Regions from separate parts of the Sus scrofa genome. Here region 1 is linked to region 2. A link is a contact called in public Hi-C data. All regions are on one chromosome and are shown on one strand. Each heading gives the region's core, a stretch centred on a gene start, on an enhancer-like site or on the middle of the called end of the contact. The rest is flanking DNA. Distances are from core to core; before and after follow the strand shown.

Region 1 (6,969 bases), core at 2,008-4,507, 200 kb after region 2:
CTGGTAACAAAGCAGATTAACTTTATCTAGACCGCAGACTAAGCCTCTTGTCCATGATGGGGACAACTGTTCACTGAAAAGAGGAGGTACTGCCCATCTCCTATCTGTCATGCCATCACAAGGGGAAGAAGGGACAGTATGTCAGGACCTTCCTTGGGCCCCCTGCCTTGTCCCTCCCCAGTTCCTCACTTGTGGGGCAGTACATAGTTCCTGCTCCCACTTGCTCTGAGTTCTGAAGCTGTTCTCAAGGCAGGAGCTTCTGCCCCACCCTGAGAGGGGCTTTAGGGTTGTGTTTTGTCACTGGGCCTCAGCCTGAAACATTGGGCTGTCAGATTTGTCCCAGATCCCTTCCTTCTCCCAACTTTCTCCCTGGGATTTGTATGTCTCCTCTTTTCTCTCTTTTCCATGATAACTGTCTGAAAAGCTAGTCTTGGCCCTTTCTTTAGTTCTTCAGTTACTTATCAGGTGTGTCCTGGCTGGAGCTCTGACCAGCTCCTGAGAGTCATTAGGTCTCTACCTCACTTTCGTTACGCTTGTGTTTAAAATCGAGTAGATTTTGTTACCCTCTGACCTACCTCTCAGTTGATTCTGCACCAGGGACATGGGCTTGCACTGCGGTCTCAGGAGCTGGACCTGGAAGAGCTAAGTGGTGGGAGCCATCCCAGGCCGGGGCCAAAGGAAATAGAATCTAACATCTGCAGGCATTAGGGCTGAAGTGAAAACTAGGGTGGGTTCAAGATATCAAGTCAGGGAGGTTGATAATCACAGCACCAGTAACTAGAAGCAAGACGTGATAGGTTTAGTAGACAGAGCCTGGATGGATCTGCAGAACCCTGGTGTCCTGGAGGCTGAAGGCTTGTGGAAAATAGAGAGCTCTGCCTTCTGTTGAGGTGAGAGGTGAAGACATCCTTGAGATCATATAGGTTAAATATGTGCCTCACCTGTTTCTAGCTGTGTGACCTTTGGTAAATTATGTGATTCCTTTGAGTTTCTGTTTCTTTGCTAGACTGGCAGTAATAACACTTGCTCACAGACTATTTTGAGGATTACGGATAGTGGGAATAAGGTTACTAACCCACATGACCTGCGTAAATGCTCACTCTATGGTCACTCTCAGTTCAGCTCTATTACTTACTAACCGCATGGCCTTGGGGAACTCATTTCACATATTTTGGGCTTCTGCATCTTGTCCAATGAGTGATAAGGTCAATATAGATTGTCTCTAAGTCTTCATCCAATTCAAACACCTTAAAATCTATTCTAAGCTCTTCCTTGGCAAAGGAATCTTCCTTTCTAACACTATCTTGCAACCACCTTGTGACTCAGGCCCAAACCCACAAATTAGATTAAATCCCATTATTTTTTTAAAAAAACTCTTTTGAAATATTAAAGCCTGCATATATGTTTAAATAACCTTGTCAAATTTGCTCTCCCTGCAGAGGGCTTTTCATTATTCTTTTTCATTAAAATAAAAATCCCTCTGGTTGACTTTCTAGATGTGTTTTCCTTAGACCTTCAGCCTGTTGTTAACCATTTTCAACCTAATATTAAACCCTGTCCTCCTAAAGCTGAGTGCTCTGCTACCCCCTGAGAAGTCACCCACAATGATGATAGAGTGGGCACTTAATATGCTAAATAATAATAATATAAAATAGAAATGTGTAGTGATCACTGGCTGCCCAGTAGGGGTCTGTCACTCACTTCCTTTATCAGTCATTTTTACTGTAAAATTCTGTGCTGAAAGGGGAGGGGAAAAACGCTGCACAGCAAATGTCTCCAGGCTACAGGCTGTGGTAAATAGGGTATCTAATATCCAGAAAATGAATATTCAGCCTCCAGAGAAACGTATGCAATGAAGGGAAATGGATTCTCAGATTAGGAAGTTTAGTACTGAGGAAGAAAGGGACCTAATTTGCAAAAGAAAAGAATAGATGTAGTTGATTTCCTCCCTACTGATAAACTGCTCTTGGATGTAGGATTTCCTCTTCATTTCAAAAGCTTATTTTAACTCAAGGGTTTCCTGTTCCTTTATGTTCCATAAACCAAGTCATTCAGATAAGCGGCCCTTTGCTCTATGAACTAATTAGTTTCTGATTTGCTTTGATCTATTATTCAGGCAGTAAATTCCAGCTTCATTGCACCCATAATGTAAAACCCAAATGTAATCACTGTTGTAAAAGGAGATAACTGTAAAGTTGTCAACTTGAAAGAGGCATTGCCTTTTCTTCCGGAAGTGTGGTATGTGATACATACACTTTCCATGTCACTCAAGCAATTGACCTTGTTGCAAACATAGCTGACACTCTGACTCTTTTTTGCCAGAAAAGAGTCATTGAAGAATCATACTTTTGGAATTCTAAGTTATATATGTTATTTAGTGTGCTTTTTCTGTATCGTGATATGATAATGTGATTAATTCATGAATTAAAATGGTTTTTTTTGTTTGATTTTTGAATGTGTCTTATGGAATCAGTACTTCACAGTCAAATCTTCATATATGCTATCAGCTTCACTACAAAGTTTTTTCTTTTTTGGCTCAAGTATGTTCGAAAATGTTCTTGAATAGGTTATTTTTATTTTTCCTAATTCATTTGAACAAATTGGATTTATAAATTAGAATTCTTTCACAAGCTACTAAATCCACATCACTCCATATATTCAAAACCAAGCAAGTCATTTGTGAAAATATTAAAGGTTACTGTGATTATTCTTTCTTTGATCTGTGTGAAAATACAATTCACTAATCATTTAGCTTTAGTAAAAAATCCATTTTTTCCAAAATCCCATGCAAACAAGGGTTTGAACTCTTCAAATGATTCTATAAACTATAAAATATTCTGAGACTCACAGACTTAGAATACAAACTTAAAGGGGATAGCTTGGGGGAAGGAAGAGATAAATCAAGAGTTTGGGTTAACATATATGCACTACTATATATAAAACAGGTAAACAACAAGGACCTACTGTATAGCACAAGGAGCTATACTCAATATCTTGTAATAACCTAAAATGGAAAAGCATCTGAAAAAGAATATGTGTTTGTGTATAAAACAAAATCACTTTGCTGTACATTTGAAACTAATACAGCATTGTAAATTAAATATACTTCAATTAAAAGAATATTCTGACTATTGGCTTTTCTTTGAAATTCATTCTTTATTATCTCTTTCCCTCTCTTTCCTTCTCTACTTTCTCTCCCCCTACAAATCCCTGTGTGTCGGGACGTGGACTGTGCCCTTTTGCTATGCTCCAGATAGGTTCTAAGCATGGAAGGGTCTCTGCAGGACATGAATTCCAAAGCATTCAGATCTCTAATGGTAATTTCTCCTTTAGACACTGCCAGATAGCTTTTAAAATTCTAGGCACATTAAGAGTGGTTGATCTTATTAAATTAGCTCTTCATTAACCAATGCTTTAACATACATTACTCAAGCTCTATCATTTGGCCGTAGAAATAGTTGATTATCTATTCAGAACTATCTGTCTTTGTGGTTCTTACGTAATTCACTCCCAAACATCCATCTCCCCTACCCCCAGCCCCATGTAGCAACTTTTCTAAAAAATTTTGACTTCCTAAGGTTATCTGTGTTATTTGAGAGCACCAAGAATTTGGTTCATAATACAATTGCCGTTTTTCACCTGCATTATTTTACTAGCAAGGGCTTTGGAACAAGCTGATTTTTGACTTCCCTTTGAGAGCTGGGGGTTTGATAATAATTAACTTTCTTGATAACCAGAGGGCAGTGAGAAATTTGAAGGTCATATTACCTGTTATATAAACTGGCCAGTAGCCTTGTCACTTGTTCCTTTGTGAAAGGAAAAGAATGATTAAACTGTGTTCTGATCTTTATCTGTTGTGAAAGGGTTCCTGGTTTATAAACTGGATTGGGAGGATCTAGTCTAGCACAAATAAAACTGAATATTGGTTGACGCTTGTGAATTTTCTTAGTCTTTGGCTTCTAAGGGCAGAATTATATGACTTTGCAAATTAGTGTGTCGTTGGTATTTAAAGTCAATATTGCTACCATAAAAATTAACGAATATTCAGATTTTTATATTATGATACTCCTGCTGTTGACAAAGCCTGACCTAATTCATTTGCTTTCATATTTCACTGCAAAGTGTTTTTGGAGTTGCCTTATCTGCCTTCTTACTAGGCAAAAAAAATTATTCTTTTCAGCTGCTTGATGTTTCACTCTCTGAACCAACTTCCTCTTAGTAAAATGGAAATAAGTATAGTTTCCGCTCATTAGGTTATGATAGGATTGAGTGAGATCATATAAGTGGATTAGGTGAGATAATACACGGAAAATGTTTTGGATGGTGGTGCCTGATATATAGCAAGCACTGAATAAACATCAGCCGTCATTATCTTTATCAGTATCAACATTATTATCTAAGTCAGTTGGCTCCAGATGAGTTTAATCTTGAAAATGAATTGTTCCTCCAAACTTTAGTAATTGGAGGGTGGGAGATTTACTGGGAATTGTACTTTTAGTTTCCTACCATCAGTTTGATCAACCTAGAAATGTGCTCATGATCAAAATGAATCTTGAACCCTCCTTCTAGGTAGGAGAGAAATACTATTAACAAGGGTAGGGCCATATGTAAAGACAAAAGCTACCTTTATTCATCTATTTCCCCAAGTTTTATTTTGCACTGACTTGTAGGAGGTAGAGTAACAACAGATCTTTCCCAAGTCCACTTGGCCCCATGTCCACCTTCTAGGTTAAAAGATTCTTGGATTCTTTTTTTTTGTCAAATCGAAAATTCCCTGATTATACAGTTTATATAATAGAGTCCATAGATCATGGTCTGCTGCAAAAGTGATCTTGATAATAGCACCTGTTTTTGCCTTTTTTGGAACAGTCTTTAATGTTTTTGGTGTTCTCTTTGGGAAGCCTTCAGTGCATAGTGCTGAAGTTTATCAGATCACAGATCATATTATTTCTACTGATGCTTTTAGTAGATATGGTGCTTTTAGAGCTGGAGCAGGGCTGAAATTTCTCTAATTCTGGCCAAAGGAAGGGGCATTCCCTAGTCGACAACTGCAGAGCTGTCATTCTCCTGCCCATTTTACCTTCCACTAACTTGCTACAAATGAACAGAAAGAAGAGCTTGTACTTTAAGTATCCACTATATGCAAGTTACTTTACCTAGTAAAAGCTAATATTTGTATAGGGTTTTGTATGTGCCTTACATTATTCAGTTCATTTAATCCTGAGATATAAAGTCTTTGAGGTAGATACTCTTATTCTTCTGGTGTTAGAGATGAGAGACATGAAACTCAGAAAAGTGACACAACTTGCTTAGGTTACACAGCTGGGAAGGGGCAGTATTGAGACTTGATTTCAGCCAGGAGATCTGGCTTTTCACCACCTTGTAATCCCTACAGCAGTCCATTGTGTGGATACCACTTTCTCATACAGGAGAAAGTAAAGCTGGGGGTTGGGGCGTGGATTGAAGTAGTTTGAACTTTCCTTCCACTCTTTACTACACTCAGATAAAGAGAGAAGTGTTATTTCATTCATATCAGTGGCCAGTTATGTCTTGGTTAAAGGCAAATGAAAAGCTGGTTTGGATGTGGTTATGTCTACCTCTGGTTGTCTGCCAGGGCGTGCATGCTGTCCCAGGTGGAGCAAGGCCATGAAGGTGGTCAGGGGAGCTCAGGGCAGATGTGAGGAGACAGTGAGTCTTTGTCTGAAAGCACTTTTGAAAATAGTTTGCAATAGTCCTAGCACACTCCTGGCTGAGAAGAAACTGGATAAGATCCAGAAGGTGGACTGAGCTAGTTCTCTGAGGCCACAATCCCTGCTGGGCTCATCTGCAGACCTGCTGACATGGGGGTGGGGAGTGGGGGAGTAGTGATTAGCATCCTCCTGCATCCTGAGTGTTGCCAGCTAAGGAAACTTTCTCTGTAGATGCTGTTGGTCAAACTGAAATACAGGTAGGAAAAGGAGGGGAAAGAAGAGAACCAAAACAAGGGAGGCAGGAAGAGGGAACAGGGTAAAGGAAAGGAGCCCAGCTCTGGGTTTCTCCACACCTGTCAGAGGGGAGAGTGCGCTTGCTCTGGACTCAGAGATCTCCTGTTCCCCTGCTTCTGAGGACAGAGCAAGTTCCTTCCCTTCAGGGTTCTGAATCCTGCACTAGCCAAAAATTCATTTGAAGAATTAAATTACATCTGAGGTGCAGTCACCCCCCCCAAAAGGCCCTAGAGGTCAGAACAATCAGGATGTAAATTAATTGCTTAATGGGAAAAAAAAAATTCTGAGAATAATGCTGATAATATGCTAAAACTAGGGTATGTTTGTAACTCTTTGAAATGAATTGAATTGCTGGTTGTAAGAATTAATGCTTATAGAGAAATTGTGATTGAAATCCCCCAAGTTAAGTATTAATTCCTTCAAGCAATTGGTAATTAGTGAAGAATTGTGCACTTACAGTCAGTATTACATTCAGCACTTAATTATACACTCTCTCAAATTGTTTTCCCATTGTTGCATGTATGTGAGTCTTGTCTCCCCAGACTTGATCATAAACTCAGAAAGAACAAGTGCTGGGATTTGTTCTTTTATCGGGTGTCTCCTGCTGTGCCTAGCTCTGCTCTAAACACACACAACTACTCAAAATTTGATGGATGCTGATTGGAATAAATCCATGAGCTTAGAACAATTTGGCCCTTTGAAGGGAAATTTATTGAGTTATCCCAGCATGCCAAGAGCAGGGCAAGTTTCTCAGGAAAACCAAGAAAGTGAACACATTATGTAGCTTGAAATTGCATGTATTAAAGGGAGTAGAGAATTTGAAAGACATCCTAGTTGAGTGGGAAGAAACTGTAGATGACTGGCAGTTGGGCACTTGCTGAGGAATAGTTTGATTTGGATTTTGTTGATTTACCTACACTTTACAATGTCTGAAAATAGTCATTAGTCCTGGAAGGGGATCTAGAGCAGAGGGCTCCAGTGCTGC
Region 2 (6,968 bases), core at 2,370-4,869:
TTTTATAAAGGAGTCTACCTTAATCTATAGTACCTACTGCCACATCACCAAATTCTCCTTAAGTTCTTGCTTGATTTCAACATAGGACAAAGGGAGTTTTCCAGGGCAGCATGGCTGACAGAAGACATTTATCCAGATTTCTTTGGGTAAGTTTTTCCGTGTCTAGTAAGTTGCCTTAAGAGCCTGAACACTAGTCAATGCCTCATTAGTGCCTTCCTACTGAAGGTTACCTGTCTCAGAGAAATCTCCCTGAGAAGAGCCAAATCTCCCTTTTGGCAGCCAGGGTCCACTAGAGAAATACCTGGGGCTTATTGATGTTGCCTTTGAATGGATCTAAGATTGCCATTCCACACTGCAGGGGGAGCTGATCCATACACAGCCCAGCTGTTGCTATCCTTTCTTAATAAGTACTGTGTATTTCTTTCTCTCATCTTTCAGTGGACCCAGCCAAAGTTCCAAAGATTTACCTGCTTTCTTTCTACAGTGATCACAGACTTCCCTTTTCACATTCAGTGTGGGTGTACCTCTCTGTAACTTGTCCAAAATGGAACTCAATCTTGGGCTTACCTGGAATAAATCTGCAACCATCTTTTTGATTTCTCCTCATTAATAGGCAGTAAAGTGGAGGTGCCTAGGTGACCATACAGTTTGGTCAGATATTCGATACTGATCAGGTAGAACTTTTTCATTTCTACTCTCCTCCCCTCTGGGTTAATATGGAGATACTTGATTCACTTCTTCTGTTAAATCATCCAAACTTTGTTTACATGGGTCAGTGGAAGGAAGGAAGTCATAAGTTTCAATTTTCAGAATAAAGAAATCATTTTTACCAAAAAATAATTTAATCAAAAAGAAGAATGAGATGTTAAATTCATGCATTTCTAAAAAAAGGGGAGGGGGTGAGTGGGGGCAAGGTGGTGTAGAAGGAAAAGGTATTAAAGCTTGAGTCCTAAAATATATGGGTGAGTTCTGATTAAATTTACCAGGCATAAGCATCGGTAGAAGAAAACAAGATATGAGATATTGGACAAGTTACAGAGAAGGCAGTCTGTCATTTCTATGCCTTTTCTCAGTACACACATTTGAAGTACTTGTGGATAGTTTCAGCATGCTAATGTGGCATAGAACCCACAGGTTGAGGGCCCAGAATTGGGTATTTGACATACCAAGGAATAAGTTCCAACCATACCACTTGCCCATATAATTTTAAACACATTTCTCAACCTTCTTCACCTAACTTCCTTAAGTTTTATCTGTGCTGTGACAATAATATATAATTTATATTGGTTGTGATGATTAGAAGATAATATATATGATTAGCATGATGCTTAGCACATAACTTCTGAATAAATACCCAGCTATTTTTTAAAAGAAAAAATTTAGGGAGGCAAATATGTGTTTATTTAAAGAGAGAAGAGAGAGAAGATTGGTGTGGAGAAAATACAGGCACAGGCAGGCTGGGCTGTGGGGTGGTGGAAAAGGAGAGAGAAAGACAGAGACAGATAGAGGAAGTGAGGAAGAAAGAGGAAGGGAGCCAAGGCATGATTTGGAGGTTGTTTAAATCACTCCTATGGGGGCAGTCCTTCTGGCTTTCTCTGTCCAGTTGTCTTGCTTTCCTGGCTTTGGCCTGACTCAGGGCCCTACCCTCAGGATGGGTTTTGCTCAAGGGTCTCTGGGAAGTTGACAGGGTGTGCTAGGGTCTGATGCCCCTCCTTTCCCTGACCCCTCAGGAACCTTTCTGCGAGTGTGTAGTTCTGGAGGTCTCCTGGACCTCAAGAATGAGAAATAGATGGTCTTTATCTTTTATCTAAGCAGGATGCAGCTTTAATCTTGAAGTTAGCTGTCCACAGGGAACTGATTACAGTTGCTCAGCCTGGGACCCATCTATCTCCTGCTTCAGATGCGCCAAGAGATGTTATTAACGAATGAAGACCATAAAGGCCTTACTTTGGTGTTACTAGAGTAGATAAATGTCGACAGGATTAACTTGCATGAAGAATTGGTAGCCTTCTACATAGTAAAAATTCAGAAGCCAAGAATTCTTCTCCAAATAGCTCTTAGTTCATAAGACTGATACCTGGAATTCCATTATTAGAATTTTATCACACTGAATTCAATGTGTTTAAAATATAAAATAATTGGTAGATGATAGATGTCAGCTTTCTTGGTCATTTTAATTGTAGGTAATCTGATTGGATTCTAACCCTTTCCTGAGAGTGAAAGAGAAAAAAGGAGAAGTAGGAAATATTTGGAAATTTTGAAGGAAGTTTGCCTTAAGGACAGTATGGAGAAAAGGGAGGTGAAGTTTATTTGAAGACAAATTTTACCACCTTCATAATTTAGTCAAAGTTCAACCTTATTTCAAAAGGTTTAATATTATACACAAATATGCCATTTAGCCAAAGGAATCAAGAGTTAATAAAATTTCGTCATTGTTCAATTAGTGCTTAAATCTTTTAATTCTGTGTAAGTAAACAGATTTTGAATGGGATTCTGAACTCTCACATTTTTGAGGTAATGCTAGTTAATTACATCCTTGGTAAGAGTATATCACTATGATTTTCCTTCATGCATGCAAATCAGACATAGAATTATATTGCCTTTCGTGGCCTGTCCCGATGACCAGTCACACACTGGAAAATTTCTAATTTTCCTTTCCTGCATTAGATTATATCTCTGCCTTGGTTTGAGTGTAGAATGTTACTAGTGCATGAAATTCTTGAAATAATAAAACCAACAAGATACTGTATATATATATATATATATATATATATATATATATACAGTTGTTTTTTTTTGTTTGTTTGTTTGTTTGTTTTTGTTTCTGTTTTTGCTGCACCCACACTGTGCAGAAGTTCTGGGGTCAGATATCGAACTTGTGTCACAGTAGTGGCAATACTAGATCTCCAACCTGCTGGGCCACCAGGGAACTCTGAGATACTGTGTTTTTTTTCATGATAATAGCCATTTGCAAATTATAATCTTCAGAGGGTCTTAGGAGCTGTGTATGTAATTCCTCGCTCATTGTAGGAAACACCCACTGTACCCTTGAGAGGTATCCACTCTTCCTCAGGTTGAATGCTTTCAGGGAGTGAGGAGAATGCTCTAGTGAGCAAGCCTCCTCTGTTGTTGAGTAGCTTTGATACTTGATTTCTTATGTTGAGTCTGAATCTGCATCTTGATCATAATTCTACTTTGGAGCAGGAGAGAATAAACCTTTCACTCGGCCCCTTAAGTAAGTTTACATTGCCCTCAGTATACACAAATTCACATCAGTGGCCTAGGACTATCAGGTTTCTCTCCATGCTGAATGTCTTCAGTGTGCCTATAAGATGTCCAGGATTCCAGGCCTTTCACTGATTGACTTTTCTCCTTTGAAAACTACTGTATCTAAGGTGACTGCATGTCTTGGATTTCCACGGACAGTACTGCTGTCCAGGTCTAAATAGTAACAATGTTCTCTTTCACTTTTATGATATTCTTGTTCCAGTGATAAATTGTTGTATCTCTGTTGTGCAAATAAAGATGAATTGCAAAACAGCAGTCACACAAGGCCTACCAGAATAGCTTTCTGGAAAATTCATTGGCATAAGATCAGCGGCAGATGTGCAGGCTGTACCTCTCCCACACCCATTCTTTTTAGGGCAGTGTGCAAAAATATATCAGGGTTCTTTATCAGACTCCATGAGAGGTATTCCTGCTCTTTGGGTTGTGGGCTTTTAAACTGTATAATTAGTGAAGTGCCAACTCCTCTGGTGTGTTCAGAGGCCGAAATACAAAACCTAAATGACACATAGCACATTGGCTATAGCTTTATGCTGTCATCTCTGGGAGTTTCAGCCTGGGAGTAGCTTCAGTCCCTCCCCAATTTGCTTGGGGACTGGGGTCCAAGCATTGCAGGTGATGGTGATTGATGGCTTTAGTCTTTGGGCTGTAGCCAGTTTCCATGGAACTTTGTAAGAAATTAGCTCTTTTCACATGAGAGTAGCTTTCAGAGAATCAGTCAAGTTAATCTTTTACTCAGTTCTTTCCTCTTTTCCCAAATCAATAAGTGGTGTTTAGGCACCGTAATCGATTATTTTAACCTGTAAGAGTTATGTGGCTAGTCACAGCATCACTGTATTTGATGCTGGAGGACAGTTAGGAATGGTTGAGTAATAACTGACAAGAGTCATTCATGTTTGCCTAAGGCAGAGTGGAAAGGGACATTGATTTGAAAAGCCCTGGAGGTATCTTGTTGGAAAGTATAACAGGGCCATTATCTGTACTTCCGTGTGGAGGTTGAGGACAAGCTAATCATGACCAACAGCATAGCTTCCTGGCCTCTCCCAAGGGCCATGGATCCTCTGTCATTATAGGTCTTATAGTCTAGCTCTTGATCACACCAGGGAGGGACTGACACAACCATAGTCATGCACTTAATGTTCCATAATCAAGGGCTCCATTCACTACCCCAGAAAAAGCAGGCAGGAACTCTCTTCGTGAATTTTTCCAGATGAATGCTCCCTAGCAATCTTCTTTTTATAATTGAAGTATAGTTGATTTACAGTGTTTCAGTTGTATAGCAAAGTGATTCAGTGAAATATAAATACAGCTCCCTGTGCTATACAGTAGGTCCTTGTTTATGTTATATATAGTAAGTGCGTATCTGTTAATCCTACATTCTCGATTTATCTCCCCCTCCCTTTCCCCTTTGGTAATCACATGTTTGTTTTCTGTGTTACCCCAGCAATCTTGTGCTAGTTCTGCTCTGGCCATTTTCCCTTGTGTGCCAGACAGTCACCCTAATCATATTTTATTCAACATGTATGGGAGAAAAGAGCAGGGAAGATGAAGAAAACCATTTCTTGTTCATTACTCCTTTTAAAATGCTTCTTTTATACCTGTCTTTTCTTATCCATGCAATAGTTGTGTGGAATAGTAGGGATTTCCCTGTACTTTAGATCTGGTCCAGTCTCTTTCACTGAATTGTTGTTTGGGGTTGGACAAATCACTCAAGGTTTCTAGTTCTCTGTTTTTTGTTTTTGTTTTTTTTATTTTTTTAAAATTTTTTATGAACTGAGAGGTATAGTATAAATACTCCATTACTGTAGTTCCTTGGGATTGGATGCATGTCTTATGTCTCTGCTCCTGACCCACACAACATCATTATGTAGGAGTACTCCGTAAATATATGTTAGGCAAATAAATAGATCAATAAGTGGTTATCTCTTACATTTCTTCCTATTGGTGTTTATATATTGTTTCAACCTCTTGAAATCAGTCTGAACCTGATTTTGTCTTTCATCATGCCTTTCTCTTCCTGGCATCACTGATATGCCTATCTTCTACATATTTATCTTAGTCACTGACATGAAAGTTGAATACGATAGGTCACTATCTGCATTTTTCTTTGCATCATAGGATGGATGGAAAGGAACAAATGTGCAAATTGTTTCCTCTGTATTCTCTGAAGTCTCTCTATGTATTAAGAGCACCTATGAAGAAATAGAACATTCAATGTTTTGAACTTAATGAACTACAAAATTACCAAGAACTAGCTGTAAGGTTGGTTGTTCACATAGAAATCTATTAAAAACTTATTTGATTCTTGCATTTAACTCCCTTGAGCAATTCTGGTTCTTAAGGGTAAAGGATGGTAAGGAGTATATTGCTACTCCCCAGTCTTCTAGGATCTTGATCCTAAAGACATACAAGGCTATTCTTTTTTTTTTTTTTTTGCTATTTCTTGGGCCGCTCCCGCGGCATATGGAGGTTCCCAGGCTAGGGGTCAAATCGGAGCTGTAGCCGCCAGCCTACGCCATAGCCACAGCAACGCAAGATCCGAGCCGTGTCTGCAACCTACACCACAGCTCACGGCAACGCCGGATCGTTAACCCACTGAGCAAGGGCAGGGACCGAACCCGCAACCTCATGGTTCCTAGTCGGATTCGTTAACCACTGCACCACGACGGAAACTCCAACAAGGCTATTCTTAAAGAAGAAAATAAAAAAGGAGGTAAATACTAATTTTTTATTGGGCTAAATGTGTCTCCAAATACAAAAAATGATATTAGATTTTTAGTGAATATTACACTAGAAAGACCTAGATAGAAGCACTGATTAACACTGGAGGGGTGAAATACTTAATTAAAAAAATTGTCTAAAGCATAAAGAATGAAATTAATAGGACTGGAAAGATCGGGATTTGAATCCTGAATAGCATATACCAGTAAAAAATTAACAAATATATTCTAATACCTGAATAGCTTATATTACCAGTGACTATGAAAGTGCAGTAAGTAAGGACAGTTTTACAATAGCTTATATTACCAGTGACTATGAAAGTGCAGTAAGTAAGGACAGTTTTCTAGTATACTTGATTAGTGCTGAATCTTCAAATTTTTTAATTGAGAGGGACTTTTATTGTCAGCAATGTAAACAGGGATATCATAAGAATTGTGACACTTCCAAATCATGGTTGTCTTTCTTCTTTTTAAAGTTATTTAAATTTTTGTGCTGTTAGTCAAATGATTATAAAACAATTAGCTATTGCTAAAATGTTAGCATTGGAAAAGGACTCAGTCTATCTCTTAGTTAACTCACTGTCTTGGGGAACTAAAAGATTGTTCAGAAATTGAAGAAAAATTGGGGCTCCAAACAAAGAATTGTTTTCCTTCTTCTTCTTCATTGTTTTTTGTTTGTTTGTTTGTTTTTTCTTTTTAGGGCTGCACCGTGGCATATGGAAGTTCCCAGGCTAGAGGTCAAATCCAAGCTGCAGCTGTCAGCCACAGCAACACCAGATACGAGCCGCATCTGCGACCTACTCCACGGCTCACAGCAGTGTGGGAACTTGCATCTTCATGGATACTAGTTGGATTCATTTCTGCTGTGCCACAATTGGAACTCCTCCTTCTTCTTGTTAAAAGGTGCAGATATGGCTGGACTTGGTGTCAGAGTAGTTATATTTGTAAACCTGCTTGTGTATT

Evidence for each region. A called contact is a pair of places that touch in the nucleus more often than the background predicts.
Region 1: a Hi-C map of liver shows a contact between it and region 2, with 5 times the contacts expected there. The contact joins two enhancer-like sites. A contact is called at or near these places in 1 of 5 promoter capture datasets (liver) and 4 of 47 Hi-C or Micro-C datasets (liver and skeletal muscle).

What each region holds. Positions count from the first base shown.
Region 1 is chr13:148,929,899-148,936,867 of Sscrofa11.1, forward strand. No RefSeq gene overlaps it. Among named protein-coding and RNA genes, the nearest start is that of NECTIN3, 350 kb to the left of the region's middle. Within about 2 kb of position 3,258, at least 3 of the 83 cell types and tissues checked have an H3K27ac peak or open chromatin away from gene starts, as enhancers often do. A contact at or near this core is called in liver, where this site is marked.
Region 2 is chr13:148,726,757-148,733,724 of Sscrofa11.1, forward strand. No RefSeq gene overlaps it. Among named protein-coding and RNA genes, the nearest start is that of NECTIN3, 150 kb to the left of the region's middle. Within about 2 kb of position 3,620, at least 2 of the 83 cell types and tissues checked have an H3K27ac peak or open chromatin away from gene starts, as enhancers often do. A contact at or near this core is called in liver, where this site is marked.